Regions from separate parts of the Rattus norvegicus genome. Here regions 1 and 3 are each linked to region 2. The links are chromatin contacts, called in public Hi-C maps. All regions are on one chromosome and are shown on one strand. The core of a region is the stretch at or near the end of the contact, and the rest is flanking DNA. Distances in the headings are between cores, read along the strand shown. Region 1 holds the start of Mmaa (metabolism of cobalamin associated A). Region 2 holds the start of Zfp827 (zinc finger protein 827). Region 3 holds the start of Smad1 (SMAD family member 1).

Region 1 (3,771 bases), core at 69-2,568, 270 kb before region 2:
TCCTGAGAAATTTAAGTCGATGTGTTCTTATGTTAAAATTTGAAAATCTTTACTGCTACCTAAGACTGCCCGGCTGCCTTAAATAGAACCATGCTATTTTTTTCAATACTAACAACTATGAAAACCAAATAAAACCAATTTTGAATTTTTCTGCATGGCTCTTAATGAGATTCAGACTAATCACTTCGAGAGGAGGCTGAACATAGGTGGAGCTCTCACAGCCTCAAGGCAGGTTCCAGTCCTGTGTGTCCTGTCGGCCATGTCCCCTCCTTCCCCCAGGACAGGAGCACTTCTGCTTCATGAACGTCTTTAATTCTTCCCAAAGGAGTGATAAGAACAGTTAGGAATACTTGATTTAAAAAAAAAATGCATTAAAGTAAGAGTTTGCAGAATAAACAGCAAGCAAAGGCTAGGGAATCATTTTTTTAGTTAGCAAAGTCCTCATAAACTCCTTCATAAAACTTAACCTGTATCAAGAAAAAAAAAAGTATTATGCAGATCGGCATGGATGTTACCTTGATTAAAATATTACAAAAACTTTCCCCTAAAAATCGTGTACGAGTAGGCAACGGCTTAGTCACCTGTTTTATTATGGTTTTTTTTTTTTTTCTTTTCCTTTTTAAAATTCACTACAGTGTGGCGCGGTGGGGCCCAGCTTTAATCCCAGAATTTGGGTGTCAAAGCCTGGTTTACTTGGGGAGTTCCAGGATCGCCAGAGAGACCTTGTCTCTCCAAGATAATAGTAATAGTAGTAATAATAATAATAATAAATTAGCATTTCGCCCCAGTGCAAAGTAGAACTAAGTCAGATCCTTTCAAGGGAGAGCCTGCCCACGCCAGACGAACCTCCCTGGGCATTGCTGAGGTGGTGAGCAGAGGTCTCTGAATGTGGGGCATGTTAGGAAATACTCTTATGAGTGCATCAGTTTTAAAGTGAAGAATTGTGGGCCCTTGAGCCACTCAAACCCGCCATTGTTCAGACTTGCATTTCGGCTGGGGGTGGAGCGGTTATTCCAACAGGTGGCAACCTGCTTTGCAAAGTTTGTCTAGGTCGTCATCAGTGACCCATCTCAAGCTTCCACGCGCGGAAAGAGAGGGCATGGCACCGCGGTCGCTGGGTCGGGCAGGGCCGAGACAGCCTAAGCCAGGACGCATTCCAGAGAGCAAAAGCCGAGCCCACAGCGGCCTCCACCACCCACTTCCCGCCCAAACAGACCCCCGCTACCCGCGCATGCGCCCGCCGCGAGACAGGCCTTCCTTCAGCGCCTGCGCCTGCGCGGGGGCGTCACGTTACGCCTGCGTGCTGCCGGAGGCGGAAGGGGCGGGCAGGGCGGGAGGAGCGGGCGGAAGGGGCGGTGCTTTACTGCGCGGCCTCGCGAGGGTGAGTGTGGGGCCCGGTGCGCGCGGAGGCCAGGAGTCGGGGCCGGTCCGTCCTCCGCCCCGGGTCAGCCCCGCTGTAGGGGGCGCCCCCTGGAGGCTCGCGGGGGGCAGCCGAGGAGGATGTGGCTGAATTAGGGGCGGGGTGGATGTGGTCGGGCCTGCAGGAAGAACTGGAAGGGACTGCGTGCTTTTTCCTTACATAAGAAAGGCGTCGCAGACACTGCTGTCAGGATCTGTGGGCTGAGTTGTGAGCTCCTCTCGGGCAGCAGGGAAGGAGACGGGGCCAAAGGTTGTTCCATGTTAAGGAGCTCCGCCTATGGAAGGGAGCAGCAGACACCTCAGAGTGGAAGGAATACCCATTTGCAGAGGATTCAAAGCAGGATACAAAATAGGGTTCAGACTAGGAGTCACAAAGGGTTGTCTGGGTTCCAAACACCGTCTCGATAGGGCCTGTAGCGTTCCACAGAAGACATGCCAACTTCAGATATGTTTCTCATTTGAAAAAAATGAAAGATAGCCTAAGAAAAGGGTTTCTTACTGCCGCCATAAGAGCTCCTATGTATATATTTTGGAGAACAAAGAGACTATAAAAAGTGGCTAAACTGGGTAGAAAACCAATTTCCAGGAGAAACAAAACGTTTGGAGGTCATCTACAATGTCTAGAGTGTTCTTTGACAAAGTAAATATATTCAGAGAAATAGTATTTTTACTAGGCTGGTTCTTTTAAGGCTTTGTTTCCTATTAGGAGAGACTATAAACATGGAAAGTTACGTAATCATGAGGAACATAAATGGTGCCTACAAAATTTGAGGGTGTCATAAGAATATATTTGGAATGGATAGAACAAGTGAATGGCTGAAATCCGCTCCAGCAGATTGGTGTCATGTGGGAAAAGCAAACTTCTTCCCGTATGTAAGAAAGGTGTTGAACATTGCTCTAAAATCTTTATTGCCACTGGTCTTTTACAGAGATCTGATTTTTCTGCAATATGGAACAAGTATCTGTATTTTTATGTGATCCTCCCATTGGTTTTAATGTGATAGGTGTTCAGTTGAGTTAACATGCACCCTCTGTGTGCCAGGTACAATTTGTTAGTAGTCTGAGCAGATTTATCACCTAAGTTGGTATTCAGAATAATATGATGAAGAAAAGATTCTCCAAAGCCAGGATCATCAGGAGAGGGTTTAAGAGAGGAATTTAAGCAGAAGAAAAATGTTGTAGAAGAGGGAAGATGTGGCCTGTGGGTCAAATCTGGAAGTTGGGAAAGCAGCAGGTTTGGAAAAGAGACTCCTAGGAGTCTGAGAGGAGAGTGTGAGAAGGTTGTGCAGCAGACACAGACTATCGGACTTTTTTCCTAGGGCATCAGGGTCACACAGAAGACTTAGGACACAAGCAGTTGTGCTCCACTCCCACAGTCTCTGATTCAGAACCCTTGGAGTAGGCCTGAGATTTTCCCTCTCGTCAGGTACTCCTGGTCTGGTTTGGGGAATTGCTGTAATAGGATGTGAAAGAATTTGAACAAAAAAGTTCCAAGGTGGATCTTGCTGAGCAGTCCAAGGGCTCTGGAGAAGGGGTGGAGAAAAGAGCAGTGTTCCTCAATGCTTGGCGCCAGGTCCTGCCTGTGTGCACAGCCATTCACACTTACTGTCTCCCTTGCCTGTGGGCCTGTTTACACTTGCACAGGAAGAACCTGAGATGTAAGATAGCTCAGTTCCTTGTGCAAGTCTCACTAGCACTGCACATTTTGACCAGAACAGCAATGAATAACATTTAACGGTGAGAGGCTCCCAGCACAAATTGACCTCACAGTAGAAATTTGGACATGTGACTCTTCTGAAAATAGTGAAAGGTAACCTCAGAGAAGCCCTCCCCAGGCAGTGAATGTGTTCTGTGTTTCTCTCACTTATCAGTGACTGGCTTAACTACTCTGCAAAACCATTTAAAACCATTTGAAAGGGTGAGGAGAAGCTTCCAGCAGGGGTGATGATGATAAGCACATTAGTGGCTTCTGACAGCTTAGCTCCCAAATCAAAGTCAGTTACACACGGGGAATTGTGCTACATCATAGACACTGGTCTACTGTATTGAGTTCGAAATGCCTCTTCTTGTCATGGTAATTACTGAAATTAAGAATATTCACTTGATTAGTTCCAAGACGAATATCCCAAGTCAGACCCTGCTGTTGAGCAAACTCCTAATGCAGAAAAATGGGTATGTATCAGATTTTTAAAAGAAAAATATATATTTAAAAGTATTCTGTTTTCAAAATATCAGTTAGCTGTCAGTGTAATGGAGTTATGGACTAATGTAAAATTATTGCTATATTCTTTGATTCTGTAAACGGTGAGCTATGGATACAGAGCAGCCATGGTCTACAGAAGACTGCCATGT
Region 2 (3,688 bases), core at 622-3,121:
CGGGTTTTGCAGGATCGGGCTCCGAGCAGCGCCAAGCCGCCCAGGAGAGGGGAGTGGAGCAGGGGGGGCGGAAGGGGGGGAAGAGGAGAAACTGACCCTCCGTCTCCCCCGACCCCTCCCTCCGGCGCCTCCCGCGTCCCCTCCTCCCGCCACCCCGCCCCACGCCTTCTCCCCTGCCCCCTCTCCCCTGCATTCAAGGAGCCCAGCGGCCCCGGGGGGGATATTTTTAGTTGCTTCTTTCTCCTTCACTTTTAGCTTCAGCAGCATCTCGGAACACTCCGAGCGGAGAGAGCTTGGTGGGGGGGCGAGGGGGGAGCCCGAGAGGGAGTGGGGGAAAAGTTAAGAGTCTCGCAAAGAAAAGCGGGAGGGCGGCGCGGAGGGACCCGAGGCGCGGGTGGAGGAGGGGACGGGGACCCGGCCGCTCAGCCCGGCGCGAGTCTCCAGTTGGCGTGTGTGGCTAGGGCCAGGAGGACTGGGATGCACTTTAGTCGCGGACTCTGCTCCGGCTGGCCGGGGAGGGGGGTCTGCGAGCCCGCGTCGCCCCGGCTCCGTCTGCTCCGCCTGACCCCGCATTTTATTGCGGCCGGGAGCCCTGCTCCGCCCTCCCCTGGGCTCTGCAGGGACCTCGCGCGCCGCGCGCCGCCCTGGCTGCCTCGCCTCAGCCTCGGCGCGGCTCCCGCACCCCACATCCGCTCGGCTGCCCGGCCTCGCCCCCCGATCGGCCGCCCGCGCCCCCCGGCGCCCCCACACCCTCCTCGACCGCCCCTGGCTCCCCCTCCGCCGCCGCCTCCACCTCCGCCTCCAGCTCTAGCCGCCCGCGGCTCCGGGGCCGACCCACCCCGGCGCAACCTTTAGCCGGAGACCGACCTCTCCGGTCCCCAGCCCGGCGGGCGGCCGCAAGCCCTCGCCCTGACACCCCCCAATCGCCATGTCACGGCCTCGGCCCGGCGCGCGCCCCAACCCCGCACACCCGTGCACCGGGATCCACACGGAATTTCTTATTTTTTTTCAAGATTGCAACCTCTCCCACCTCCCCCCACCCGCGACAAAAACCCGGCATCCACACTACTCCCCTCCTCCCTCCTCTCGCCCCCTCCCCCGCAACCCGGAGTGAGGAGGGGGAGGGAAAGGGGGGAAAAGCCCGATCTCAAGGAAAAAAAAAGAGGGGGGCGAGCGAAAGAAAGAAAAAGAGAGAGAGAGAGAATAGAAAGGGCACGGGGCTGATCATCACCAACATGGCTGCCTCGGCATAGACCTAAACGAGGAGTAACCCTGGCTGTGTCTTTGTCAGTTTCACCTCTGTAACCCTAAACTAATGCAGAAAACAACGGCGGAGGCTGCGGAGGGGAAAGAGGAGAGGGAGGGCGAGAAAATGGCACGAGAGGAGGTGGAGAAGGGATGACTTACGTGAGGGAAGGCGCTTGGGCTGCTCCTGCTTCCTCCTGGGCATTTTCCCCCTTTTCTCACATTCTCCTCCTTGGTTAATGTGAGATCAAATAAACCCCCGTGGGGGCAGACAGGCAGACACTGGCAGGAGCGGGGAGGTAGTTGGGGGGCGGGCAGGGGGAAACCCCTTCTCTCCGGTGTGTGCAATGGGTTGAAGCTTGTTTCCTGGAGCCAGAAGAGGGGTTTTCTTCTTTTCTTTCCTTTCTTTCTTTCTTTTTTTTTTTTTCCTTTTTTTAAAAAAATTTTTTTTTGGTCGTGCACCTGGCTTGTCCCCGAGCGTAATATTCTTCAATGGAAACGGATCTAATAGGTGTGAGTGTGTGTGTGTCCTGTGCTCGCGTGTGATGGGAGGTATAAATAAATGAGCGCCGGTGCGGCGGTGTCTATGGCCGCGCGCTGTGTCTCCGAGCCCCTAACACTAATGTCGGGATCAAAGGGCAGCGGCGGCGGCAGCACAGCTCGCAGCTCGCTCTCTCGCTCTCCTCTCGCGCTCTCTCTCTCTGTCACACACACACTCACACACACACACACACACACACACACACACACAGAGGCACAGACTGAGGGAAAGAGCGAGAGCTAGACACACACGCGCGCGCGCACACCACACACACACACACACACACACACACACACACACACACACACACACACACACACACACACTCAGCAAAGAGGAAGGTGCCCTAAGGCTCTCAGGGCGGACTCAGCCTCGCATTTACAACTGCTCTGTCTGGAAAGAATGGGGGGCGCGCGTGCGGGGGTGGGATGGACTTCTTCGAATTTATCCCGCTAGTCGCCCAATCAAGGGGGGGTGGAAAAGTTACCCCCCCCCCGCTCTTGAAACATTATTTTACAGATTTTTTTTTTAAGGAAATAGGTTGCACTAACCACTTTCTTTTGTGTATTAAACTACGTTTGGTTCTGTATAAAATTCCCCAGGCTTTTGTAACTGAAAGATTGACTCTCTCGCCCCATCACCTTGAGTCTGGAGGATAACAGACTCTCGCACACGATCTTGAAACAGCCAATGAAAATAAATCTTTAAAAATAAAATAAAATAAAAATAAAAGATAGCATAGTGTAGGATCAGCGGATGGGTGGAATGGATGCACTAGTTTGGAGGGTCTGGTGGAGTTAACACTTGAAAATTCAGCCTAAACAAAAATTACAGGTCCTTAAGAAAGAGGGAAACTAAGATTAGGTCACCCGGAGGGTTGACTTGACTGCCAAGATATTCCTACAGTGCACACAGTGATCCTGACTTCTGTAATTCACTTTTCCCCACTCCTGCAACCCAGGTAGCTGAGGCTTACCCCCAAGCCGTTCTAGTGTGCAGTTTGAGCTCCTACAACAGTTTTCATTAAGCCACACACTTTCATTACTTCAGAAATCTCACATCCTGCTTCAAAGAGCCACATAAAGAGGAAAAACAGAAAAGGATGCGTCTCCTCACAAAAGATACTCGGCAAAGGGAACAGTTCTCTCTCTCTCTCTGACTGTAAGCCATGTGGATAGAAGTTCACTGGGAGGTTGTTAATGATTTAAAACTCCAAAATCTGCTACTATAATTGAAGTAAAAAAAAATGGCCTGAAGAAGAGCTGTTTCATAAAACTCTTTGTGAGGGGAAACTTTGAACTTGGTGGAATACATTATATGTCATGAGTCAGAGCTAAAAAGAAAAAGGTGCATTATTTAAACTACATCTTCCCATTTGAGCTTAAAAAAACCTCGACTCATCAACCTATTATGTTAAATATTTTCCTACCAATTTTTAAATAGGTATTTTCATCGAAGAAGGCGGAGCATAGTGAAGACACAGAAGTTTAAAATGGCATTCTATCAGGTGACATGAGTGACTGATGAGACTTAGAAGTCTCCAGTGGTGTTAAGGACAGACACTTGGGGGGTTTGGTTACGTTTCCTTTTTAAATGACAATAGCTTTATACAGTTTTCACTAGGAAATTGTAAAGGAGACTGTGTCTCCCAAAAGATGGCTTTCATAGTGAATTCTCAAGATGAACCCCTTCTTGTTGATGCCTACCAACATATTTGTCACCTCAAGATTGTGATGTTACTTGAAGCAGGCTTAAGTGCCGGCCGAAACAAGTGCCACATAAAACAATTAAGTTCAAACTGGAACATTAACCTGAAACCAATTCCAAAAAGAAAATGTTTTTAAATGGTAGTTAAAATCAGACATGGTGACCAATGCCTTTGATCCTAGCACTGAGGAGGCA
Region 3 (3,857 bases), core at 467-2,966, 370 kb before region 2:
TGAAGGAAGCAGATTATATGGGGTCTTTATTTATTAATTCGGCAGAGGGCCTGTTATTTGATTGTTTTATTTTGTTGGTCACAGTGGCCACGGTGGCCTTGAAGTTATTATAAAGCCAAGGATGATCTTGAACTTCTGAATTACAGGTGAGCACTATCCCACCCGGTTATTCCATGCGAAGGGTGGAACCGAGGCTCTCATTGGGCCCTGGGAGACAGAGGAAGTGCTCCTTTCCTTTTCCATGGTTGAATAATGCTCCCGTGTATGGATATACCCCACTCTGTCAGCAGAGGGTCTGTGGACGGGAGGGGAATGACCCTGAGTGGCCTTTAGTCAAGCTCTCTCCAGCTGTTGCCCAAGGGACCAGAGAGCAACCAACTATGTCAAATGCTGCTTTTAAGGAAAATAAGATGAGGTCCAAAAATTGACCAGTAAGTGCTCAAATAGTTTAATGAAGAAAGGAATTTAATTAGCAGAAATATTCTTATGTATAATTTATAAATGGCATTTTATGGGTTTATGGGATTTGTTGCATTTCCTTTGAATAATTAAATATGGAATACAGATATAATACTTAAATAATTAATAAGAATTTTAAGTGGAATGCCAGGCATGTAAAGGTACAGGAATAATTGGAGAGTGTCATTAATTTGTAGTGGCCTTTGGTATTTCTTTATATTGCTGGTAATGATTTTTTTCTTCTTTTGGTTTGTGGGGCATTTACTCCTAGAATAGTTCTTCTCTGAACATAACTCAACATTATGATAAGTGTCCAAGATTTCATGCCAACTTCCAGAAACTGACCAAAAAAAAAGTTGATTGTTTCAAGAGGGTGTTTTTGGTGTCTGAACAGATCAGTAAGATGTGAGCTCCTTTGTGTTTGTGTATTTTTGTTTTGTGGGGTTTTTGTTTGGGGGGTGGGGGTGGAAACAGGGGCAAGACCCTGTCATCTAAAAATTTACACCAAAAATTTATAGTACTAAAAGGGTATTTCCCAATTCAAGGCCAGCCTGGGCTAAAGGGAGAGATCCCGTTCCAAGCCGGCAAGCAAGCAAGTGAACAAAAGGGCTAGGTGGTGAAGCTCAGTTGTAAAGTTCCTTCCTGCCCAGGATGCACAAGGCCAGGTTCGATTCCCAGAATCTTATAAATAAAAATATGTGTAGATCTATAATCCCAGATCTCACGATGTGGAGGCTGGAGGAAGAGAAGTTCAAGGTCTTTTCCCCTTCAAAGTGAGTTCGGGGTCATCCTGGGCTACAAGAGACCATGTATCAAACATACAAATGGCTTTTGTCATTTGCCGCAGCAAGGGTACATACTAGAAATAAATGCATTTACCTAGCAGTTAACAGGTCACCCAGTTTGGGGCTCAGGCCACATGGAGGGCCGGTAAATCACTGGGTCAGTGATTGCAGGGCCATTAAAATGGGTTTTTAGGACGATTGGGTGGGTTTGATGGTCGTGTTTGAGAACATTTCAGAAAATAACACAGGCTTTGGAACTTGACTGGCAGCTAGGCAGGGACTACAGAGTCAGAGGCAGGCGCGGGCCGGGAATTTGGAGAGGATCCCTAAGCAGCAGCGGGCGCGCGCGGTGCGCGTGTGAGCGAGGGCGAGCGGCGGGCGGGTTGTGCGCCGGGTATTGGCAGGCGGGCTGTGGAGGCTGGGCGGTTCCGACTGCCTGACGCCAGCGCGACCAGATCAATCCAGGCTCGGGGAGCGAGCGGGCGCACCAAGGCGAGGCCAGGGCCGAGGCGCGGGGACGGCGGCCGAGAGCTAAGCGAAGCGCTGGGACGGTGACTGGGAACGGATCGGAGCGCGGGACCCGGCGCCGGGTCTCGTGCGTCCCCGCCGATGGGCGCGCCGCCGAGCCGGTAAAGCCGAGCGTACCCGAGCCGACTCGAGAGGGACTTGTCCTGTGCCGCGCGGGGCGCACCGGGACAAGGACCAGCTCCAGGGGATCCAGGGCCGGCTCCGTGGGGCATCCCGGGTGGGCTTCGGGGAAGATCGGGGACGGGCTCCGAGGGCATTAGGGGCGGGCTCCGGGGTCAATCTGGGACGTGCTCCGGGGAGGATCCGGGAGGACTCGGGGACCCGCGCTGAAGGGAATCTGGGACGAGCTCCGGGACACAGTCCCCCCCCACCCCCCATGATGGCGTCTCGCAGCCGCGAACCTGCCGCCAGACCTCTTCTCCCGTCTCCCCGCGTCTTTGTCGGGCGTGTCCAGCTCTCCGGGGACCCCCGTTCCGCATCGGGCCGCAGCCCCATTGTGTCCCCGCCCCGGCCTGCAGACCCTCGCGGGGACAGCGCTGCGCTCAGCTCGGGTCTCCCTGGATGGACGCGCGCGCCCCTGTGGGGTCCCCACACTGCCTGATTTGGGGATCGAGGTTAAGGAAAGTTCGCGGCGGAGTTCCCTCTGATTTATTCAAAGGTCTGGCCGCCTCGCGTCCCCCCCCCCCCCTCCGCCTACACCCCCTGCGTCGCCCAGTGTCGCCTCATTCCTTTCCCTTTACCGGATTCGATTGCCTCACTGCAGCGTTCCGAGCGCCGGGAACAACTGCTCTCGTCCAGACTGTCTTTGTTAGTGTTTCTGTCGCGGGGTGGGGGTGGTGGGCGTGAGAGCGCGGGCCTCTGCAGCCGCGTTGCGGACTGCGTGTGAAGGCTGCGGGGGCAGCGTCTCCCCGAGGTGCTTTGGGGAGCCAGGAGGGACCATGGCCGGCCACATCCAGACACTGTGGTAGTCGCGGCTTTTGTTTATTCGGAGGCACATGCAGTTTTTCTAAAATGCACGGCACAAAATAATCCAGCTAAGAGCTTTCCATCTGAAAATCCTAGCCCATGCCACAGCCATCTAAGAGAAAATCGTAGTAGAGTGCATGTTGTCAACCCTGGCCTCTTTCTTCCCCCTCTCTAGGGTTCTTGGGTGACATCTGAAGTTTTCAAAGCCCGGACTGAAAGGAGTTGCTTGGTTTATGTAATGTCTTCCTGTTGCTGGAGCAAAATCACAGCACGCTCTTTCCAGCATCTCTCGCTCTAAGGGCCTGTGGTGGATAATGTGCCCACACCTCAGCACAATGAGAAAACTGTTCCCTGACCAGGTTCATTTTTCATCTTGTTTATAATTACCACTTCACGCTGTACCGGAAGCTGATGAGCTGTGCTGGAACAGTTCACAGAGTCGAGGCAGAGGCAGTGGTGTTTTCAATTGGTGTGGATGTTTCACACCGGCGGCGGTACTGTGATGGAGGTTGCAGGCCTAAACAGGCTGTGCGGACTTTCGGGTGCGCCCTCCCCGCCTCTGCTTTTCTAATTTTCAGTTATACGATATTTCTGTGAAGGTGGTGCTCCATTTGTGTAAGTCTGCTTTTCTTAGGAAACTGTAAACCAGGGTCTTGAGAGATGGGTTTTCTGGGGGTGGGGATGTCAGAGGCTCCCGAGAATGATCAGGTTTCTTCAGAGGATAGGGATTTGTCCTTGATTTAGTTTTGACCCTTGCAACCATAAGTAGTAACCAAATACACTCTTACTTTTGCAGTGTCCTCTAGTTTTATACCCTTGGAGAGATGGTGGTCTTTACATTTTGGAGGAGTGACAGGGTTGTTTTTGGGGGGGGGGCAATTAAAAATGCTAAACTCTTGTTCATCTTGGAATTTCCATTCCTTTTCTGGTAAGTTCACATGAGCATTAAGAGGAAGTAAATCTTGGTCCCCAGCTACACATACTAGTTAAAAACTAAATTTCGGTTTCTAATCTTGATTTCCAGCTATTCTGGGCTCAAGATAAAAATGCAGTAATGTGGTAGATTGGAGGAAGAATAAACTCGGATGTAATTAGATGAGCGTATTTAAGCAGCAGAAG

The links. Hi-C and Micro-C count contacts between places; a contact is called where the count stands out from the background.
Region 1: a contact with region 2 is called in a Hi-C map of Schwann cells, with 4 times the contacts expected there. The contact joins the promoter of Mmaa here to the promoter of Zfp827 in region 2. A contact is called at or near these places in 4 of 12 Hi-C or Micro-C datasets (Schwann cells, frontal cortex, mammary epithelial cells and 1 more) and 1 of 1 datasets of contacts at active chromatin or transcription factors (oligodendrocytes).
Region 3: a Hi-C map of frontal cortex shows a contact between it and region 2, with 2.7 times the contacts expected there. The contact joins the promoter of Smad1 here to the promoter of Zfp827 in region 2. A contact is called at or near these places in 2 of 12 Hi-C or Micro-C datasets (frontal cortex and mammary epithelial cells).

What each region holds. Positions count from the first base shown.
Region 1 is chr19:45,522,034-45,525,804 of GRCr8, forward strand. It overlaps Mmaa (metabolism of cobalamin associated A), which reads left to right and starts at 1,319. Exons shown (of 7, transcript NM_001389261.1): 1 at 1,319-1,381.
Region 2 is chr19:45,789,591-45,793,278 of GRCr8, forward strand. Zfp827 (zinc finger protein 827) reads right to left here and starts at 1,872. Exons shown (of 15, transcript NM_001400944.1): 1 at 1,408-1,872. The coding sequence starts at 1,450.
Region 3 is chr19:45,415,826-45,419,682 of GRCr8, forward strand. Smad1 (SMAD family member 1) reads left to right here and starts at 1,717. Exons shown (of 7, transcript NM_013130.3): 1 at 1,717-1,873.